Regions from separate parts of the Mus musculus genome. Here regions 1 and 2 are each linked to region 3. Evidence: chromatin contacts called from public HiChIP or PLAC-seq data. All regions are on one chromosome and are shown on one strand. The core of a region is the stretch at or near the end of the contact, and the rest is flanking DNA. Distances in the headings are between cores, read along the strand shown. Region 1 holds the start of Cort (cortistatin). Region 2 holds the start of Nmnat1 (nicotinamide nucleotide adenylyltransferase 1). Region 3 holds the start of H6pd (hexose-6-phosphate dehydrogenase (glucose 1-dehydrogenase)).

The links. HiChIP or PLAC-seq counts read pairs in DNA pulled down with a chosen protein or histone mark.
Region 1: a contact with region 3 is called in a FOXA1 HiChIP or PLAC-seq map of pancreatic cancer cells. The contact joins the promoter of Cort here to the promoter of H6pd in region 3. A contact is called at or near these places in 1 of 39 promoter capture datasets (pre-B cells), 1 of 115 datasets of contacts at active chromatin or transcription factors (pancreatic cancer cells) and 1 of 9 other capture datasets (liver).
Region 2: a contact with region 3 is called in an H3K4me3 HiChIP or PLAC-seq map of bone marrow-derived macrophages, with 4 times the contacts expected there. The contact joins the promoter of Nmnat1 here to the promoter of H6pd in region 3. A contact is called at or near these places in 3 of 115 datasets of contacts at active chromatin or transcription factors (bone marrow-derived macrophages, memory CD8 T cells and pancreatic cancer cells) and 1 of 9 other capture datasets (pancreatic islet).

The regions. Positions count from the first base shown.
Region 1 is chr4:149,124,324-149,128,361 of GRCm38.p6, reverse strand. It overlaps Cort (cortistatin), which reads left to right and starts at 1,599. Exons shown (of 2, transcript NM_007745.4): 1 at 1,599-1,835; 2 at 2,889-3,328. The coding sequence starts at 1,716. The coding sequence ends at 3,098. Cenps (centromere protein S) reads left to right here. Exons shown (of 5, transcript NM_027263.2): 5 at 1-13.
Region 2 is chr4:149,482,300-149,486,501 of GRCm38.p6, reverse strand. It overlaps Nmnat1 (nicotinamide nucleotide adenylyltransferase 1), which reads left to right and starts at 1,292. Exons shown (of 5, transcript NM_133435.2): 1 at 1,292-1,393. It overlaps Lzic (leucine zipper and CTNNBIP1 domain containing), which reads right to left and starts at 1,236. Exons shown (of 7, transcript NM_026963.6): 1 at 503-1,236. It overlaps Tmem274 (transmembrame protein 274), which reads right to left. Exons shown (of 6, transcript NM_001366402.1): 5 at 4,123-4,189; 6 at 3,163-3,239. The coding sequence ends at 3,163.
Region 3 is chr4:150,001,693-150,005,790 of GRCm38.p6, reverse strand. H6pd (hexose-6-phosphate dehydrogenase (glucose 1-dehydrogenase)) reads left to right here and starts at 2,555. Exons shown (of 5, transcript NM_001291004.1): 1 at 2,555-2,759.

The DNA.
Region 1 (4,038 bases), core at 350-2,849, 880 kb after region 3:
GCTGTGTTTGCTGAGCCCGGCTGCTGTGGCTTCAGGTCTCAGCCTCCATCGCGGTGACTGGTGGTCCCTGGGAATGAAATCTCTTACTCTTCAGGGCTGATTTCAGAAGCAGGGCTTTGTGGCTTTTCTAGCAGGTCTATAGAATTAAGCCTTGGCTCTCCCGAGGAGATGTCTGCTTGAAGGGAAAGTCTGGAGTGTCCCAAGGGCCCTGTCCTACTGTTGCTGTGTCCTGAAGGATGTAAGGTGTTCAGGGCCTGCCTTCTTTCCCTTGTGGAGTGGTAGGGGAGCAGAGGGATAGCTCGCTGGGTGTAGGCAAAGCCTGATGACCTGAGCGTCACCCCATGGTGGAAGAGGGACCTCGGGAAGGTCTCTAGAGCGGGGCGTGTTTTACTTTGGAAGGAGCCGACTTTCAGTTGCTTTGTTTCAGTCTCGAGCCTCCCTTGGATCTTGGTGTTCTCTAGTGTCTGAGATGGGGTTTCAGGTCTGTCTGCATATGCGGGGTCCATCCCTCACATCCCCACAATTCTCAACCTGGACCTGTGAAGGGCCAGGAGGTGGCCCAGGACTTTGTCACTGTCTTGGGAAGGAAGTGGGCTGTCAGCTGGCCGAGTCCAGGTTTCTCAGGAAGTGACTGTGACCTATACAAAGAAAGCATCCCTTACACTTGGCCAGTCTATCGACGTGCATGTCTACATTTTCAAAAATGGTATCTATGACGGGGAGAGGGAGATGCACGTGTGTGCTACAGCGGGAGTGTGGGTCAGAGGTCAAGTTTGTTAGGAACCGGTGTGTTCTTCCGTTTTACCATTATCTGGGGGCCAGAGTGGAGCTGCAGGTTACCAGGGTTGCATCGCAACTGCTGTGCTCAGTGAACCATCTTCCTGGCCTCGTTTCTTTCTATCTTTTTTTTTTTTTTTTTTAAAGAAATGTGCAAACTGCTGACCTGGGCATCTTGGAAAGCCCTAGACCAGGAACTCTGCAAGTGTGCATGTCACTGAGAGGCCCAGGACAGCGTCCGTGGCACTGAGATGCAGAAGGCCTTTGGTCCCGTCTCTCTTCTGCATCCGCATCTATACTTGAGCGAGTCAAAGGTCTAGCCTGGGGCAGAGGGCAGTCTGGGACATGCTCTTGGTTCATCCTTCCTTGCGACCTGGTGAACACTGGGGCCATCCTGTGACCCTGGGTCTTCTCTGTACCTGGTTACTTCTGCTCGTAGCCGATTCAGACATGCCTGCTTTTAGCTCCGGGGATGGACGGAACCGTGGTAGGCACGTGCTGGGCTGAGCTGAGCTGCGTCCCAGCCTGCAGTCTTGCTTCTCCTGGGTAAGACCCCACATCTTCAGCTCTTTACCCAGGCCTGATTTCATATTCTGTTAAATCACCCGGCTTTGTTCTGATGGCTTCCTGCTTGCCACAGGCACAATCACAAGGAAGCAGAACTCCCAGAGCAAGCGCGCATGTGTTCTAAAATAAGAGCAGATTCACTCCAAACACAGGAAAAGTCCCGAGTCTTTAATTAAGGGGCTAAATCCAACCCCACAAATGTTTCTTTCTGTGAGAGCTGATTGCTCCGGCTTGTGCGTCACCGCGTGAGTGTGGAGAGGCGTGTAGGTTTTCAATGAACGAGTGCAGACCCCCAAGCAGGTGGTGCTAGAGCTTAAAACACCACAGAAGAGACCCTCGTCCACCAAGCACAGACCTCAGCACGTCCGAGGATGATGGGTGGCCGAGGCACAGGAGGCAAGTGGCCCTCAGCCTTCGGGCTGCTGCTGCTCTGGGGGGTCGCAGCCTCCGCCCTTCCCCTGGAGAGTGGCCCTACTGGCCAGGACAGTGTGGTGAGTGCACCTGCTCAGTTTGTCTCTGTAATTCTGACCACTCAGTCCTGCATGATGTGTTCTGTGTTGTGGTGTGTGTGTGTCCCTAGGATTTTACAACGCCCCATTCAGACCCCTGGTCCCTGTTTGCCCTCAGTTCTCCTAGCCTGGGTCTGTCAGGGACTCCTCTCTGCTGGTGTCTGCTTTGGAGACAGGGATTGCTTCCAGCTGTCACAGCGCTCCACCGTCTTCTCTGCCGTGAGACCAGTCACACGGACTTCCAGAGCCTTAATTTATATACACAGCTATACTCTCACTCGCTCAAATAATTCCTGCCCTCTTGTTCTCCATGGTGTAAATTTTATAATTTCATCAAATGATTTACTTTCTCTTTTTTCCATTTTTGAAAAAGTTCCAAGAAAGAGTCCATAAAGTTGACCATTAAAAGTGGATTTTTCTTTGAGATCACCAGATGAGTTTCAGATGGGTCGTTTATCATCAGAGTACTCCTAGAAACTTCCTGAGGAGTTTGAAAGAAGGCCCAGACTTAGCGACTCAGTCTGTTCTGATTTCTGAACATCCAGGAGGATGTGTGGAGGTGGGAGAGCCTGTGGACCCAGGGCCTCTCAGCTGGCAGCCATTTTGACAGCTTTCCTAGTCTCAGAGCTGAGGACCTCAGCACAGATTATAAGGTAGAAGTTAAAGCACTTTATTTGTTTTCAAGATAAGGCCTCACTGTGTGTAGCCCAGGCTAGCCCAAGCTCACAGTACTCTATCTGCTGTTGCCTCCTGACTGCCGAGTCCAAAGGTCTCTGCTACCATGCTTGAAAAAAATCAGCATTTTTATTTATTTATTTATTTATTATTATTGGACTGGTCTGTTTTTCTCCACTGAGCAGTTTCTCTAGAGTCCGTCTCACTCTGACTTTGAGGGAGTGTGGTTTGTTAAGGAACAGTTTGCTCTCTGTGGGGGGTGGGGGTGGGGGGGCATATCCGAAGGCTGAGTGAGTCCCAGTGAGTGAGTGGTGAGTGGTTGCTTTTCTCTCCTTTGTTATCTGCTTCTCTAAAACACAGCAGGAAGCCACCGAGGGGAGGAGCGGCCTTCTGACTTTCCTTGCCTGGTGGCACGAGTGGGCTTCCCAAGCCAGCTCCAGCACCCCCGTCGGAGGGGGTACCCCCGGGCTGTCCAAGAGCCAGGAAAGGCCACCCCCCCAACAGCCCCCACACCTGGATAAAAAGCCCTGCAAGAACTTCTTCTGGAAAACCTTCTCCTCGTGCAAGTAACCCCACCCTGGGCATAGCACCCTGGCCACCCTGTGAGATGCCAACGAGACCTGAATAAAGACTGTCAATCAGCGGGGAGCTTTCTTCTTATGTCAGCTTTGCCTCCCCTGCCCTGTGAGAATCATTGGTTTCAGTAATGCTCGCTACCGACAACAGGTCAACTAAGGGATTGGAGATTCAGTGACCCCCTCCAAATAAAATGGTGGTGGCTCTTGCTCCAATCAGCAGAACCATTGGGCTTCCGTCCCCTTCCTGGTGCTGGGAGGTGAGGGTTATGTCTTCTCTTGGTCGACATGCACGTGCGCGCATTTGTGTGTGTGTGTTTGAGTGTGTGTTTGAGAAAAGGTCTGTCTAAGCTCAGGCTGGCCTTGAACTCCTATGTAGTTATGAGTGACCTTAAAATGATTTTCCTGCCTCTACCTCAAGTGTGGGGAATATGTCCAGTTCAAGGCTGTATATTTAAGAGTTCAAAACAGAGTTTATTCTTAGCTTTTGGAGGTAGGGTCTTACATGTAGCCCAGTTGGTCCTGAACTCCCAGCCTGTCTTGGTCTCTTGAGTGCTGGATACAGCCATGTACCACCACATCCAGCCCACTTCAGTCCAGCATGAAAAGTCTCTTCTGGCCCGAGGGTGGCAGAGCGCGTGCCCTGGGTCTGGATTTGATCCTCGGCAGGCACTGTGAACTTCACAAGCAAGCTAGCAACACTGTGTGGTGATTATTCCTCATATTTTAGCTAAAACTAATTTTAAAACTAATGTTATGCTATTAAGCTGACACCATGCTGACATGCTTATAAAAGTTATAGACAAATTCGTTACACAGCTGTTTTAATTAGTAATATGAATTTGTTAGTTCTTCCCATTGATTTTACTTGGTGAGGAAAGAGGTCTCCTGACAGAAGTTTCCCACCGGGCAGTGTGGCTCCCTTGCACCCTGTC
Region 2 (4,202 bases), core at 43-2,542, 520 kb after region 3:
TATTTTTTCTAAGATTACAGGTATGTGCTAACATGCCCAGACTTGTTTTTCTTCCCCCAGAACAGGGGATTGAATCCAGGCGCTCATTCCTGCTAAGCAAGGACTCTACCATTAAGATAAATCCCCTGCACAGTAAGTTATTACTGTTTAACACAAAAATTTATCTCTTCTTGGGGGAAATGGAGGAACCAGAATGCTACATATACGCTACGCCAGACTGCACTCCCAAGCTGCAATACAGTCTCAAAAGGCAAAGTTATTCTGAATAAATTTAAGGAAAAATAAAGGCTTGTACAACAAACAAACAAAAAAAAAAAAAACAAAAACAAAAAAAAAAAAACAAAGCAACAACAAAAAAACTTTAACCACACTACAGATTTAGACCAGAAAGATTTGACTCACTGGCACCACCTAGTATTGAATAAAAGTGATGCGTTTCCTTTGAGACTGCCGAAATGGCCAACACTGTCATCTGGAGTGGAATATATTCATTCACGCTCACCGGGGTTCCAGTATCCTGTCCCGTGCACGGTGCTCAAAACTCGCCAACTGTCGGAGCTCTGAGTGTCATCAATTTGAGGAAAGCGAAGTTGTCATAAAGTTTACCGGAGGCTCAAACTTCAAACCTCCTGGGGTGGAGCTGGCTAGAACAAGGTAAAACTGTTAAGAGTTTTATTTGCTGTGTCTGAACTTGGCCTACAGCTGTCCAGATCACTTCCCGCTAAGCAGACTGTAACTGAAATACGTTCTCCATTCCTAGGAAGACGCGGGAGAGGCCACTGAATCCCTGGGCTGTGCCTCCCGTAGCTTTTGCCGAGTCTCCTCTGGGTGAGGCCACAGCACTCGGGACTCGGCTTGAGGAAAACTGTCCAACTCAGACGCACGAGAAGGCAAGGGCAGAAAGCACACCTTCTCAGGGACGGAGGTGAGCAAAGCCCGGGCCCGGGACCACCGGAGCAAAAATAAGGCAGAGCCGGACCGCACGCTCGGATGCCGGCCTCCTCCCCGCGGACAGACGAACTCCAAGCTCCCGCCGAGGTGTGCAGGTCCCGCCAAGGCCGGGCTCCAGCAGGCCCGGTGGTCACCTGAGGAGGCGGGGAGTCCTACGCCTGCGAAACGCTTCTCCGTCCTCCCTGATCGGAAAACAGGACAACCTCCTTCGCCCTCCCGATCCCCGCCTGCCGCCCGCTAGCGGATCCCAGGGTTTGGAACCAGGGGCCCCGCCTACCTGACTCCCCGGCCTGGCGGACCGCATGGAGCGAGCACTTCCGCTGGATTCGCGCACTTCCGGCTGTGTGGGGCCAATGAGAGCAAGGCGGCGGTGTTCCCTGCGCTGGCGTCCGGGCCGAGGTTGTCTCCTGGAGGACTAGGGCCGTTTGGCCTTCAAGGCCTGGTAAGCAACCCACCGAGGTCCTAGGAGACGAGCCTGTGCGAGCGTTAGCCCGGTGACCCGTACTTTGCCAAGCAAGGGACAATGCACAATGGCTGGGCCTTTAGAGACTTTTGTAACGGTCCCTGGGGCCAGCTCTTCATAGTCAACTCTTGCCCTTTAGTTCTTGGAACCAAAAAGTTGGTAACTTTCCTGTGACCTTGGTGCAGGTCAGTTCCCCCACTTGGGGTGGCCTGGATTCTTCCTCTCTAGAGATTTCTTGAGAGCAGACGCCCATGAACTTAGAGGGATGTGGGTGAGAGGCAATGGGGGAAAGCCAGTGCTGAGAAGGACATTCCCTTTTAGTCGTTTCCAAATCTGGGAAAGAGCAAGCCCACACAGCCTTTGAGAACCAGTTAAATTGCTGCTGAGTGGACTGTAAACTGTTACCAGGGAGCTGAGTGGAGAAAGGGCTATGCCAGCCCTTTGGGACCCAGATCCTGAGTCCCAAATGTCGGATATTGAGCTACACTGTTGGATTCTGGGTTTGCTTAATTGTGATTATTCCTATTCTCTGGTTCTGCCCTTTTGGGATTAGAAAGTATGAAACTTATTTTGATTTTACAGGAGCTCATGATTAAAAGACTTGGACTTTTAAAGAGACTCGGAACTTTAAAAGTTTTGAAATTTTGAAAGACTGAGAATTTTGAAAGTTGGTCTATGCTTTTGTTTTATAATGTTAACAGGGACTTTGGAGACAAGAAATCGAAAGGTTATAGCTTACAGTGATGCCTTTGTGAAGTTGAAGGGGGGGGGGTGTTAGAAGTTCATAGTTAAGCCGGGCGTGGTGGCGCAGGCCTTTGATCCCAGCACTCGGGAGGCAGAGGCAGGTGGATTTCTGAGTTCGAGGCCACCCTGATGTACTGGGCTGTATAAGAAAGCCAGCTTCCTAGGTGCTGGGCATTGGCACTAAAGAGGCAGAGATGGAATGATATCTCTGAGTTCAGGGCCAGTCTGGTCTACAGACTGAGTTTAAGCCAGGAGGCAGCAGCATTCATTCCTCAGTAGTGTCTGCTTCAGGTTCCTCCTAGAGCCCGTGCCCCAATTCTTTCAGTGATGGACTGACCTGGAAGTATAAGGCAAAAGAACCCTTCCTCCCCAAGTTGCTTTTGGTCAGAGTGTTTTGTCACAGCAGCAGAGTGAGGCTCAGACACTGGCTATATGTTCTACAAAATAATTGGCTGTAGTAATATGAAAGATTGTTGTAACCCATAAAGAGATTCTCTTTATCCAAAAGTTCCCACAACGTAAAGAATGTATAGATTGATCTTGGTGAGATCTTAGGTCTGCACGACTGTTTTCCTGTGAAGCTTCACTTTGCTGAGATGAGCGATTTCTTTTGACAATGTCCACTTCTGCCGGTGTCATCGGCTCAGATTCTAATGTCCCTATTTTATAAGATCCGAGGTTTATAGGAAGTCATTGTAGCAATCTTGAGAGTATTGTGTAGACACTCACTCCTCCTTCGTATGAAGGTGTTTTTAATGGCGATCCTGTGGTATCAGTTGACCAATCGTTTCCCGCTTCTTCAGCACTCATTAAGCAACTTCTATGATGGCTAGTCTTGGCATGCTTTTTGCGTGGTTATGATGTGCAGCAGACATTTTATGTAGAAATGGCAGCTAGGTCATCTTGTGAGATGCTTGACGGTACACAGTGGTAATGCTGGGGCGGACTCAGTCAGCCCAGGTGTGTAAATGAGGCAGGAAACCAGCAGGACCTATGGGCTAGCTTCAGACTGTTGGCTTAGCATCTGGTCTTGGGCAGGTCACTTTGGACAGCCAGATGAGCCCCATGCCAGAAAAAAGCACTGCAGGACAGAGCACAGTGTCTAATAAGGTGGAGCAGGACTCAGGTGAGAAGGATGCTTTTAAAAACGTATTCCTTCAAAAGTTCATACACAAGGGGATGGCATATATAAATGTTTGTTGATCGTGTTCCCGCAGTACTGCCTTACCCCCTCTCCCACCTCAAAACCTTTCTTCCCCAACACATCCCACCCAACTTCCATGACTTTTTTTTGTTTTGTTTTCTTTGTGGCCTAGAGGCTTTAATTAATGTTGCCTGCATAAATGGGGGGTGAGGAGGTGTGTGAGCAAGGCGCCTTACCAGTGCCTACAACCAAAGAAAAATCTGACTCCCTCTCCAGCTACCATTAACTGCCAATAGTGTGCACCCTGGGGAGGGAAGGGGTGAGGCCTTATGAGCCCCCTCCTCTGGCCATGATGACGGGATGTTAAGAGGCCCAGTCCTGTGCAGATCCAATGCAGCTAACTAAAGCTGCTGTGGAAGATCTAACTTTGAGACAGGGTTTCTCTATTACATAGTTCCTAGAACTCATTAGGTAGACCAGGCTAGCCTCCGACTCACAGAAAACCACCTGTCTCCATCTCTGCCTCTACCTCCTCTGGAGTGTCTGGGACTGCCAACCTGTGTGTCACCACCTGGGCATAGGGTGGTGCTGGTGGCTGAGCCCCGGACCTCAGCTGTGCTGGCTGGCACTCTTCCCAACTGAGCTGCGTCCCAGGAAGTTTCTTTACATCCCATCCAAAGCCTCCCTTTCCTGTCTTTAACACTCTGTCTCTGTGAGTTCTGCAGTAAGAGGAGCTGGGGCCTCTGAGCTCACACAGTGTCTTCCCTTGAGGGGTCTGCAAGGGGGTCTGGATAGGGGCTTGGGAGGTGTTTTGACTCACCCGTGGATACCAGGCTGCCCACTGACAGCACCACAGATAGGTAGTAAAGTTCAGGGGTGGTTTTCTCCTGTATGAGAAAC
Region 3 (4,098 bases), core at 1,306-3,805:
TGTTGTAGGTGCTGGGAACTGAACCTGGGTCCTCTGCAAGAACAGCACATGTTCTTAACCACTGAGCCATCTCCCCAGCCTTTAGCCACACGTTTCATAGAGCCATTAGAGATGAGCTCTACGACCAACTGCTTCCATTCACGTTCCGTCACCTCTGAGTTGTCTGACCTTCAGCAAGGTAGTCTACCTTTTTGTTCACTGCTGGGCAAACGGTTGATAGTGCATATCTCACCGAAGTGGCAAGAATAGAGGGTCTGTTGCTTGTCATACTCTAAGCCTCGCATTTGGCATATGGTGTGCATGCTATAAATAGCTCACAATACTAATAGCATTGTCATAAGCAAGAAGCAGCTGTTGGTGGGTTGCGGGAGGGTCACCGTGCTCCAAGTGACCGCTACAGCCTATTGTTTCCATGGCACCATTCAGCCCTGGGTACCTTGTACCCGAGGTTATGGTGATCCTTTGTAAACGGGATTCATTTCGTCATTAGCAAGTATCGCTGGGAGCTTGCTGAGTGCTTGGCCATGGGAGTGCCTCCCATGGTGTGGGAGCTACTGCAGGGAGGTGACTGTACCTTTCCCTGTCCAGGTGGATCTTGACTTCTTGGGAGGAGTGCATGGCAGGCAGTAAGCGAGCTAAATGTAGTTATCACACAGGGTCTCAGGAAGTGTATACACATAGGGTCGGGGTTGTAGCTTGCTTGGTGAAGTGCCTGCCTAACATGTGTAACACATCCAGCACCGCATGAAACTGAACATGTGACATGTGCCTGTCATCCTAGTGCTCAGGAGATAGAGGGGGGAAGAGCAGAAGTTTATGAGTCTGGAGAGATGGCTCGGCAGTTAAGAGTACTACTGGCTGCTCTTGCAGAGGACCTGAGTTCAGTTCCCAGCACCCCACATGGCAACTCCCAAGTGTCTGTAACGTCCATTCCAGGGAGTCTAAAGCCCTCATCTGGCCTCTGCAGGCACCAGGCATGCATGTGGTACACAGTCATACAAAACTCCCACATACAGACAATAGGTTCAAGGACATTGAAGGTCAACCTCAGCTACATGGCAAGTTTGAGGACAGCCTAGGCTACATGAGACCAGGAAGGAAGAAAGGAAGAAAGGAAGGGAGGGAGGGAGGGAGGAAGGAAGGAAGGAAGGAAGGAAGGAAGGAAGGAAGGAAGGAAGGAAGGAAGGAAAGAAAGGACTACTGAGGGAAATAGAATAGGGAGGAGGCATGAGGTGGAAGTGGAAGTTCTAGTATTTTGTGGAGTGGTCTGAGAAAGCCAGACTGAGCAAGCGGTCTTGCTGAAGCTGGTGAGCTAAGGTGCCATGTGAGTACCTGTGGGGGAACGCAGCTCAGAGAGAAGAGCCAGAACAAAGGCCCCGAGGCAGGAGGATGGCCAGAATAGTACAGGAGGTCAAAGAGATGATGGTAAGATGCTAGATTGTGTAGACTCTTTCTTACCAACAGTGAGGGTCACTCTGGCCCCTGTGCTAGGCTCAGCTCTGCAGGGGCCATAGGAAGCTATGGGGGGGGGGGGGCGTTCTGCAGTAATCCAGACAGAGGAGATGGCAGGACAGACAGAGGCAGTGAGAGACACTGTGCTCCAAACCTGTGTGAGCTTTGTTGTGTTTGTGTGCACGTGTGTGTGTGTGTGTGTGTGTGTGTGTGTGTACGTGTGTGTGTGTGTGTGTGTGTGTGTGTGTGTGTGTGCACATGTGGAGCTCAGAGGACAGGCTGTGCAGCTGGATCTCATCTTCTACCCTGCGGTTCCTGTGGCGGGAACTCAGGTCATCAGGATTGGTGGCAGACACCCGAGCTGCCCCCAAATAGGGTTTGAAGGTGGACACCTGTATCTGCCAACAGACCAGACACCGCTAAGGTTTATGATCTGAGTATGTTGTGTTTACTGGGACTGGTGGAGACAGCATTTGAAGCAAGTTGAGAGATGTGGTAGGCCATGCCAGAAATCCCAGTGCCAAGGAGGACAGGGCTGGAGCATACCAGGCCTGAGGCCAGCCTGGGCTACATAGAGATGCCTTGTCTCAAAAACAAAGAACCACAAACCTGAAGGGAAGGGGAGACAGGGAGGGGAGATGTGGGGAGGGCAAGGAGGGAGTAATTTAAATTGTGGTTAATAAACCAGTTGGATTTAGATGTGCCTAAACCCAGTCAGCATTCAACTAATGTGATCAGAGCTCTGATCTGAGTATGAGTTGATTGACCACTCTGGAGTGAGGTGGGAAAGTGCAGCCAGGAAATACCGGTTTGGCCACACGATAGCAACTGGCTGGCCAGTGCTGAGCAGCTGCTATGTGGGAGGTGGGGCCGGGGAACTTGATTTATGATCTTTGCCAATATCTGGGTTATAGATGTCCCCCTAATGAGCCATTATCAAGAGCATACATGACAGCAAAAAGTGATCCCGTGATCAGGAAACATAAGTTTTGAGTGTCTATTGACCTTTGTTCTTAATGGAATTTGGTTGGTTATTCATTTATGTAATTTCACTTTATTAATGGCTGTGTTTAACAACCAGCTGGGAAAAATACCGGAAATTTTGCAATCAAAACATTGCAAAAAGGTTCAAAGGGGCTTTGAGTGCTCCTCCGGGCTCCCAGTTATCTTTAGAGGAGGCCGGAGAAAGGGCTCTTTGGACTTAGAGGAGAGCTTCATCTGGAAGTGCTGGTCCCCAGATTGGCCATGAGGGGACCAAATGCAGACCAGGGTTGACTGACACCAGGTTGTGTTCTTTGCCTGCACTGGTAAGTTTGGCGTCGGAGCCCCGGAACTGGAGGGGACGCTTGGCTGATAAGGATGATTTTCTAAATGTTCTTTCATCTGAATTCTTGTTTCTTTTCCAATCCTTTTAAAATTAGTATTTATTTTTATTTTTTGTGCATTGGTGTTTTGCCTGCATATGTGTCTGTGTGAGGGTGTCCGATCCCCTGGAACTGGAGTTACAGACAGTTGTGAACTGCCGTGTGGATGCTCAGAATTGAACCCCGGGTCCTCTGGAAGAGCAGCCAGTGCTCTTAACCACAGAGCCATCTCTCCAGCCCCCCAATTTCTTTTTAAAAGTCCAGATTCTGGGGCTGTGATTAGAGGCACCCCTCTTCTTGCCCCATCCATGGGAAGCAGCTTTGTCAATGGTATCTGAGGGGGTAGAGTAGGGAAGGGGAGGTAGGTAGTGGCTCCTGATCTCTCTCACTCACCCTCCCACCCATGTCTGTGGGCATAGAGACTGTAACTAGCCCGCACCAGCCCTGCCTCTTGGTGCTGCTGGACTGGGCAGGGACAGCTTTGGGATGGCTGGCCATGTGCCTCTTTCCAGTGAGGGTGACAGGAAGATGGAGCTGGACTCTGCCCCTGTTCACCATGGCTGGCCAGATCAGTCTTTCCCCTTCTGGAATGTTAGCAGGGCCTCTGTCTAAAGGGCGAGTCTCTCCCAGGACGGCCTGTCAGAGTAATGCATTCTTGCCCAGAGCAAGCCCGCGTGCCCTCCTGCTTGCTGACTCCCACCGCCTGTTTTATCTCGTGTGTCCCCATGTCTGTACGCGCACCATGTGTATACTTAGTGTAGGGTCCCCTGGAACTGCCGTTAGGGATGGTTCCGAGCCACCGTGTGGCTGCTGGGACTGGGTCCTCTAAAGTGCCGAGTCATCTCTCCAGCCTCCACCCTACTCCCCACCCCTTCTGCTTTTCTTTCTTTTGACATGGGGTTGCTAAGTAGCCCAGGCTAACCTTGAACTCACAATCCTCCTGACTCCTAAAGACTGAGACTGTGGGCTTGGGTTACCATGTCCTGTTCCAGCTGTTGGTATGAATAAAATTTGTTATACAGGAAACTGTCTTCCACCCTCTTCTGTTGTTGTTGTAGCTGTTGTTTTGGTTTTCCAGACAGGATTTCTCTCTGTATCCCTGGCTGTCCTGGTCTCACTCTGGGGATCAGGGTGTAACCTTGCCTCTGTATTTAGCCCCATGACGCCACTACTGTGGTCTGTGTCCCCTCTAGCACTTCCGTGCTTATATGGATAGGTGGTGGCATCTCCTTGATAGTAGGGTGGGGGTCTCCCTTGAAATGTGTGGGACCAGGGGCCAGAA